Regions from separate parts of the Bos taurus genome. Here region 2 is linked to region 1. The links are chromatin contacts, called in public Hi-C maps. All regions are on one chromosome and are shown on one strand. The core of a region is the stretch at or near the end of the contact, and the rest is flanking DNA. Distances in the headings are between cores, read along the strand shown.

What was found. A called contact is a pair of places that touch in the nucleus more often than the background predicts.
Region 2: a contact with region 1 is called in a Hi-C map of skeletal muscle, with 4 times the contacts expected there. The contact joins the promoter of MORC3 here to the promoter of CBR3 in region 1. A contact is called at or near these places in 3 of 11 Hi-C or Micro-C datasets (blastocyst, liver and skeletal muscle).

Annotation. Positions count from the first base shown.
Region 1 is chr1:148,437,759-148,442,233 of ARS-UCD2.0, reverse strand. CBR3 (carbonyl reductase 3) reads right to left here and starts at 1,318. Exons shown (of 3, transcript NM_001075734.1): 1 at 876-1,318. The coding sequence starts at 1,164.
Region 2 is chr1:148,602,822-148,607,455 of ARS-UCD2.0, reverse strand. It overlaps MORC3 (MORC family CW-type zinc finger 3), which reads right to left and starts at 2,568. Exons shown (of 17, transcript XM_059889577.1): 1 at 1,601-2,568. LOC101903402 (collagen alpha-1(I) chain) reads left to right here and starts at 1,978. Exons shown (of 3, transcript XM_059889579.1): 1 at 1,978-2,697; 2 at 2,877-3,055; 3 at 4,069-4,634. The coding sequence starts at 1,978. The coding sequence ends at 2,511.

The sequences.
Region 1 (4,475 bases), core at 69-2,568:
GGTCCAACGCCCAAGGCCGAGGGAAATGAAGACAGGCTTCACAATGCTTCGTTTTCCTCCGCTCGGCCTCTTAGAGTTCTCTTTCCCATTAGGTTGTAAGTGAGGCCGGCCTTTTATTTCTACCCGCAGCACAAGGCAGATCAATAACTTTCTTATTCGAGTCATGGAGCAAGTAATCTCCATCTCCCTGCCCCTCTCCAAAGAAAGATGCTACTTAAAACCACCCTTAAAAAAGAAAAACCCAGAACAAACCGTCTATGTTTGATAACAAGCCGAGCTTCCCTGGGGGTGGGAACCACACTCGCTTCCTTTTTGCCAGAGCCTATCAAAGCCCTGCGTTAAAGAGACCCAAGTCCACTAGCGTGCATATGCGCGCTAATCCGTGTCTCTGAGACTCACTTCCTGTCCCGAGCAGATGCCTCCTGGTGTCTATGAATGCGCCCTTTGAGGGAAAGCGAAAGCCCAAAGAGAGCTTGGAGACCCTTCGCAGAGCAAATGTTTCTGGCATTAGAAAGCTGATGAGCTTAGCAGGGCGTGGTCCCCTCCTCGGAGACCGACTCTCTTGCAAAACTCAGCAGCTGATGGTTCTGGGAGGGTCCCGGGTGGAGCACTGTGGCTCACAGGCCCGCACAGGCCGGCGGGCAGGCGGGGCACGCTGTGCCCGGCACCGCGGCTGCTCTCGAGCGAAACGAACCGCTCCCAAGACTCCGTGGGAAGCGAGAACCAGCCGTGGGAGGCGAGAGCTGAGCGCATCCCGAGGGGCGGGCGCTGCCTTTCCGATCACTCCAGTGGACTGGTGGGGGCGGGGGGCGCGTGCAATTCGTCGCGGGGCGCCCTCGGAGAGCCGGAGACCTCCCACCACCCCCTTCACCTACTCTTGAAGGCGATGCCCGCGTTGTTGACCAGCACGTTGAGCCCCCCGTACTCCTTGCGCAGGAAGTCGCGCAAGGCGCGGATGCTCTGCAGGTCGTCGATGTCCAGCTGGTGGAAACGGGGGCTCAGGCCCTCCGCCTGCAGCTGCTGCACGGCCGCCCGACCCCGCGCCTTGTCCCGCGCCGTGAGCACCACGTCCCCCGGGAACTCCCGGCACAGGTCGCGCGCGATGGCAAAGCCGATCCCCTTGTTGGCCCCGGTGACCAGCGCCACGCGGGTGTAGGACGACATGGCCGGTGTGGAGGGAGCGCGGGGCCCTTGGGTGGAGAGCGATCCGGGCCGTGGGCCACCTGCGGCGCGCGCTGCGGAGGCCGGTCCACAGTCTGAGAAGCCAGGAAGAACTGGGTTCTAGGCTCCAGCGCTGTGACTTGTAGAGAAAGAGGCTCCGGTCCTCGATCCCTCCCCTCCTGGGAGGGGCGGTCTGTTCCTGAATGTTTTGTAACGCCCCATTCCCGGGTCCGCCCCCTCCCCGCGAAGCGCCCACTGTTGATCCCGCCTCTGAGCCACAACTGAGCCAAGCAGTGGTCTACGGGGGTGGAGAGGGGGTTCCCCTAAAGCAGAACCCAGACAGTGGTGAGTCGAAAGGGTCTGAAGATTTACTGCAGTTTGAATGAAGAAACTAGCGCAGGAGAAACCCCAAAGGAGAAAAACAAGTGTTGACAGTTTTCTTGGGCGTGCGCCTGCCATCCTCTACGAAATGAGGATGCTTGCTTTTTTCTTGACTACAGTGAAATGATTTCGACACGGTACCTCCTTCTCAGGACCTCGATCCCGTTCCTTGCTTCAAAGAAACTCAAAAGAGGGAATGAGAGAAAAAAGGTCCCAAGAACAGATTTCCAGGTGTGGGCCGGGTACCCAGCTCTGTGGGATCCCAGTGCGCCCCCACGTGAGCAAGAGTGTTTATGAAACTCCCATTGTGTGTCAAGCGTCTTGCCGGAATGTTTTTATTCATCTTGCATAACTCCTGTGGGTGCCAAGTGTCTCCCCTGGAGAAAGAAATGGCAACCCACTCCAATATTCTTGCTAGGAAATCCCGCGGACAAAGGAGCCCGGCGGGCTACAGTCCTGTGGACTCTCAAAGAGTCGGACAAGGCTTAGCAACTAAATAAGTAGAATATACATTTGTGTGTGTGTGTATATATATATATATATATATTAATGGGAGAGGGCAATGGCACCCCACTCCAGTACTGTTGCCCGGAAAATCCCATGGATGGAGGAGCCTGATAGGCTGCAGTCCATGGGGTTGCTAAGAGTCAGACGAGACTGAGCGACTTCACTTTCGCTTTCCACTTTTATGCATTGGAGAAGGAAATGGCAACCCACTCCAGTGTTCTTGCCTGAAGAATCCCAGGGACGGTGAGGCCTGGTAGGCTGCAGTCCTTGGGGTCGCACAGAGTCGGACACGACTGAAGCGACTTAGCAGCAGCAGCATATATATTAATATAGATATATATATATAATTTCTCCCAGTGAAATCTCTGTGCCCACAAAATTTAACTGAAAATGAATCCCTAAAGATGTGTCACAGTGTGGACAAGCAATTAGAACTCTTCAACCCACTCTTTTTAGTGTGATCTGAGTGCGTTTGATTGGTGACTTTCAGGTTTATGGAGAGCAGTGATTTCATGACTGAGCTTTTCCCAAGCACAGCTTGGCTCAGCTACCCAAGCCTGTCACCTTGACAGCACTTTCTTCATCAAATCAACAAGTGAGGTCAGAAGGTGGGCACCTGCTGTGGCTCAGCAATTATTTTCATTTTCCCCTAAAGATTATTTGGATCTCTCTTTTCAAAAGGTAGGGCTACTCAGGTTTTCTACTTCTTCTTGAGAGCTTAATTCATGTTTTCCAAAACGTTTGTATATTTTATCTAGGTTATTGATTCTGTCATGAAGTCATTCATAATATGCCTTTATTAATCTTGTAATATCCATAGAAATGCCACTTCTCTCACTCCTGATATTGGCAGTTTCTGTCTTTCGTATTTTTTTTTCCTGATCTATCTGGTTAGAACTATTCATTTACTTAAGGAAGAAGCTTTTGATTTTATTGATTTTTTCTCTATTTTTTCTGGTTATGTTTCTTTTCTAATGTCTATTTCTTCTCTTCTCATTTGGGGTTTTATTGGCTCGTTTTCCTAGTTGGTTTGTGTTGTGCTTCTTTTTGTTTGTTTTGGTTTTTGAGTTTTAACTATGGAAGCTGAGATCATGGATTTGAAATCTTTCTTCTTTTATAATATAGACATTAAGGGTTATTAATTTCCCTTTTAATACTATGTTAGTGCCATCCCATAAACACAGATACATTGTGCTTTCACTTTCAACCAGTTTAAAATAATTCTAGAGTTCCCTGGCAGTCCAGTGGTTAGGACTCTGTGCTTTCACTACCAAGGGCCCAGGTTCAATCCCTGGTTGGGGAACTAAGATTCCATAAACTATGCAGTGCAGCCAAAAAAATAAAAATAAAATAGGTAACTTCTAATTTACTTTTTGATATATTCTTTGACCAAGGGTATTTAGAAGTATTTTTTTTTAAGCTTCCAACTACTTGGGGATTTTCCAGATACCTTGCTGTTACTGATTTCTTAATTCTGTTGTAGATGGAGAACATGTTTTGTATGACTTGAATTCTTTTAAAGGAGTTTTTTTTAAGCTAGGAGAGAGAGAGAAAAGCATTTTTATGCAATAGGAATTATCTCGAAAATAGGTAAAAATAGGTGACGGAGACAAAGCGAATAATTCAAGAACAAACTGTGTGGGAAGGTGAGTGCAGATGGGTCCTAGGGCTCAGACGGGGACTTGGCCTTGGAATCAGGACACCTCCTGTGACAGGGAAGGCCGTGTGTGTGGGTCTAGTTGTAGGATGTTGGGTGGCTCTCCTGGGGGCACTATTTTCCCTTTGAAGGATGAACGATTTGAGGTCGTTAACAAGCAAAATTCTTTGGGGAGACTTGAGGGAAGTGTAGCCATCTTGCAGAACAGGAAAGTAAATTTATTAGGGAATTAGGCAGCGTTGGTGAGCAGAGTTGGGGGCCCATTTGAGACCTGCAGTCAAGACAGCCCAACCAGCCCCTTCCAATTTCCTCCCAGCATCATCCACCCACTAGTGCAGCTGCAAAGTTGGAGAGTGGTGTTTCGTCAGGCCCACATAACACAGGGAGAGATGTTTGCAAGGCAAGAAGCATAGTGTAGGGCTATGGCCTCCGAGGACAGAGGAGAGGACACCAGAGGTTTGGAGACTCTGGTGAAGAACAGTAGGGCTGACGGAACAGAGGCCTCTGAGGACAGGACCTCCCTGGAGGCAAGCTTGTAGCCTGGAGCCAAGTTGGGTCCTGGGGGTCAGCGTGGGGTGCTTTGAGATCGAGATCTCAGGGGCTGTACAGATGAACCAGGTGAAGAGGGCACAGGGACTTGTGTTGGTGTTTAGAAGTCAAGGAACTGAGAAGCCAGATACTGGATGGAACCGTCACATGTCTACTGAGCTCCTCAGAGAGGAGAAGTGTGGAGGGAAGAAAATACTCAATAATGTGCTGGCCTCAAGGT
Region 2 (4,634 bases), core at 1,319-3,818, 160 kb before region 1:
GTGGCAGGCTGGATTTGGCCCATAAACTGCAGTTTGCCAACTCCTGTCCTAAAGCAACAGACCACTTGGAATACAGTCCAGAAGCTGCAGATAGATTTCCAACAGTGAGCTTCAAAACAGTCCGTATTTGCCACAAAACAAAGATGTAGCACATGGGCAGCTGCTGCACCCAGAGAACCAGCTAACCGCAGTGCCAGTCTCTCAAGATGGTACTGACCCTTATCTTTGCTCTCTTTGTCTTCTCAATCCTGAAGAGACAGAGACAGCAACTTGGGAGGGGCTGGGGAGTGGGGAAGAGAATCAAAGTACAGAAACAGCAAGGGAAAGAAAACAAAAACAAAAACAACCCAGTTCACTTTTCCTCACCAGTTTTCTGGACCAAAATTTGGCCCAATCTGAGGGAAGGAGCGGGCTTCAAACTGAAGAAGAGCTTCTCAAGTAATTTAACAATGCTAAAGTGCTTAGTCGCTCAGTCGTGTCCGGCTCTTTGCGATCCTATAGACCATAGCCCTCAGGCTACCTTATCCATGGGGATTCTCCAGGCAAGAATAACTGGAGTGGGTTGCCAAGCCCTCCTCCAGGGGCTCTTCCCAGCCCAGGGATCGAACCCAGGTCTCCAGCATTGCAGGTGGATTCTTTACCATCTGAGCCACGGGGGAAGCCCGGTGATTAAACAGTGAAAGTGCAGGTAAAGTCTCTCAGTCGTGTCGGACTCTTTGTCACCCCATGGACTGTAGTCTGCCAGGCTCCTCCGTCCATGCGATTTTCCAGGCAAGAATACTGGCTGCTGCTAAGTCACTTCAGAATACTGGAGTGGGTTGCCATTTCCTTCTCCAGGGGATCCTCCAGACCCAGGGATAGAACCCGGGTCTCCCACACTGCAGACAGACTCTTTACTGTCTGAGCCACCAGGGAAGCCCAGATTAAACAGTACCTGAGGCTAACTGGAAAGCAACAGGATATGCCCAGATTCACTCCGGTGAATTAGCAACAATGTCTAAGGCCAGCGGTAAGAAAGAATAAAATTGCTCTCTGTATTCCATCTACTAAATACAAGCTCATTCAATAAACCACTTAGGAACCAAGGAGCCTTTATTAAAGATATGTAAAGAATACTCATAAACCAATTTAAAAGTTCCCCTCAAAAGAAACAGAAAATAGAAAAATGGGCAAGGAATATGCAGGGCTGTTTTTTTTTTCTTTATACGAAGGTTTCTTTTAACCCAAAATCAAAAGGGTGAATGAAGTGTGACAAACTTTCAGCTTCTCAGTCAAATGTAAAGCAAAATTTCACACTCATCAGGAAAAAATGTTAAAAGTCAGAAGATAGGAGGGGTCTGTTAGGAATCTCGCCAAATGAAAGTCAAAAGGCAAAAATACCATTTTAAAGCAATGGTATTACCATTCGAATAATGAGACTGGCACAGCCAATCTCTGGCCTGAGCAAACACCCTGATGAGAAGAGGTATATTTTTGCATAACAAGGCCAACTTTTTCAGGAGAATCGGGTAGGGGTTCTCTGCCACACTCTTGAGGCAGAGAAATTTTCATTTATTGTGTGGCTGCCCCCTCCGGAAAAAAAACAAAAACAAAAACGCACAGGTATAAAACACGCTCAAGGATTTCCAAGAGGCCGAGAAGCTCCGGAACGAGACACCGCCAGGAGACGAGACGGGGCAAACCGGGAGAGCTCGGTGACCACCTAGGAGCGATCTGGATTCCCGATGGATGAAGTGGAGGGAAAAGTGAAGTCGCTCAGTCGTGTCCGACTCTTGGCGACCCCGTGGGCTGTACAGCCTACGAGGCTCCTCCGTCCATGGGATTTCCCAGGCGAGAGTACTGGACTGGGTTGCCATTCCCTTTCTCCAGGGGAATCTTCCCACCCAGGGATCGAACCCGGGCTTCCTGCATTGCGAGCGGACGCTCCGACCGTCTCAGCCACCCAGGGAAGCAGGAGGGAAGGCGGCAGGAATTGAAATGAATGAGGAAGACGAGTCCCAGCTCGCAGCACCCCGGGGCCAGCCGCCAGGACGTCAAGGCCGCGGGGCATTTCTGGCCGCCGACGGCCACTCCCCCCGCAGTCCGGGACGCTCCGGGGGCCCGCAGAGGCCGGGAACGGGTCAGGGGCCCCCGGGGGCCGAGGGGCGGGCTGGCCGCCGAGGCCTCGCCCTCGGACGACAGCTGCGGGGCAAACCGGGGGAGGGAGCCAAGGAGGAGGGGCCTCCCCGCCCCGAAGCCGCGGAGGCGAAACAGAAACCCAAACCCGAGGAAACGAAACGAGACGCGGCCCGGCCCTGCCCCGCCGCCGCCGCCGCCGCGCGTCTCAGCCGTCGGGTGCGAGATGGCCGCCGCCGCCTGCCCCGGCCCCGCCACGGCCCCAAGCCGCCGCGCCGGGCCGACGAGCCGCCCCCGCCCACCGCCGGCCTCTCCCCCCTCGCGCCTCGCTTGCCCGCCTGCCCGCCCTCCTGGGACATGGCCCGCTCCACCCCTCGCGGCTGCTCACCGCGCTGAGGCGGATCCCGCTGGGTGGCTGCGTCGCCATCTTGAGCGAGTTACAAAGCCAGGACCGGCCTCAGCCGCAATCAGACTGGGAGGTGGCTGCGGAGCGCCCGCCTATTTCCGGGGCGGGGCGCGTGTAGCTGACCCCGCCCCCCGACTTCCGCCTCCCGGCGCCTTGTAGTTGGGAGCTTAGGGCAGGTAAATTCCCCCGGGGGTTTAAGGAAGCCGGGACGGCTAGAGAGGTGGGTGGGCTTCAGGCTCCGGGCGGGGGCCCTGCAGAGTAAGGCGCATGCGTAAGGCTCAACCTGGTGACTGTAGTAACTGAACCTACAGGCTTTGCCAAACAGTAATCGGTATTTTGTTGTTCACTCGCTCAGTCGTATCCGACTCTTCACGACCCCATGGACTGCAGCACACCAGGCGTCCCTGTTCATCACCATCCCCTGGAGTTTGCTCAAACTCATGTCCATTGAGTCAGTGATGCCATCCAGCCATCTCATCCTCTGTCGTCCCCTTCTCCCGCCTTCAATCTTCTCCAACATCAGGATCTTTTCCAGTAAGTCGGCTCTTTGCATCAGGTGGCCAAAGGATTGGAGCTTCAGCTTCAGCATCAGTCCTTCCAATGAATAGTCAGGATTGATTTTCTTTGGGATTGACCGGTTTGATTTCCTTGCAGTCCAGGGGACTCAAACATCTTCAGCAGCACAGTTCTAAAGCATCAGTTCTTTGGTGCTCAGCCTCTCACATCCGTACCTGACTACTGGAAAAACCGTAGCTTTGACTAGACGGACCTTTGTAGGCGCAGTAACGTCTCTGTGTTTTAATATGTTGTCTAGGTTTGTCATAGCTTTTCTTCCAAGGAGCAAGCATCTTTTAATTTCTTGGCTGCAGTCACCATCCACAGTGATTTTAGAGCCCAAGAAAATAAAGTCTGTCACTGTTTCCCCATCTATTTGCCACGAAGTGATGGGATTGGATGCATGATCTTAGTTTTCTGAATGTTGAGTTTTAAGCCAGTTTTCTCACTTTCTTCTTTTCACCTTCATCAAGAGGCTCTTTAATTCCTCCTTGCTTTCTGCCATAAGGGTGGTGTCTTCTGCATATCTGAGGTTATATTTCTCCTGATTAATTGATATTAATCAGTATGGAGGCTGCAAATAATAAAGAGCTCTGTCTGGGGTCTTGGGGATTACAACTGGGGATACACAGGTTCTAGCAAAATAGAATGTTTGGGGAAGAGAAAGAGTCAGGGGGTTATAAAGGCAAAATCCACAAGTTTTGTTAAAGTTGTATTGCAGGAATTATGATTGACTTTGATAGTAAAAGAAAATATTCGTCCTTAAGGGATGGATTTGTCACCAGTTATTTAGGGTATGGGCCAGATAAGTGTCTTGAATTTCTGGAACCCTATGCAAATGTCCTGGATATCTTTGTTAGACGATAAGTGGTCAAAAGGTCAGATTCAGTCTGGGCAGAGACATAAGTCACTTCCTCAATGGCCTCTGGCTCCACTCTGGAGAGTTCTTTTAGCAGTACAAAACTGACTCTTTTTTGATTTTCCTTTTGCAGCTTGAGGTCCCCAAGTTTGAAGACAGGTGCCATGGGTGTTGGTGACCCAAAAAGGTGCACTTGAAGTGCTTGACTGGGCTGGACGTGAATTACACTGAAGAAAGCCGTCTCATGCCCGCCAGTGTCATCATGTTGTGAAACTTTAATGAGATGAGGTGACTCAGATGGTGAAGAATCTGCCTGCAAGACAGGAGACCTGGGTTCAAACCCTGGGTAGGGAAGATCCCCTGGAGAAGAGAATGGCAACACACTCCAGTATTCTCCCCTGGAGAATCCCATGGACGGAGAAGCCTGGTGGGCTACAGTCTATGGGGTCGCAAAGAGTTGGATATGACTGAGTGACTAACACTTAATGAGATGAAGACTTGTACTTTGGGGATTTGCCTAAAAAATTATCACCCTTCATCCTGATAAACAGAATCCTTTCTCATATGCAGTTTAGTCCTTTTGCTCCTGTACATGTATCTCTATTGACCTTGAGCTGGGTCCTGGGCTAATTAGTAGGATGTCGGACACGACTGAGCGTCTTCACTCTCACTTTTCACTTTGATGCATTGGAGAAGGAA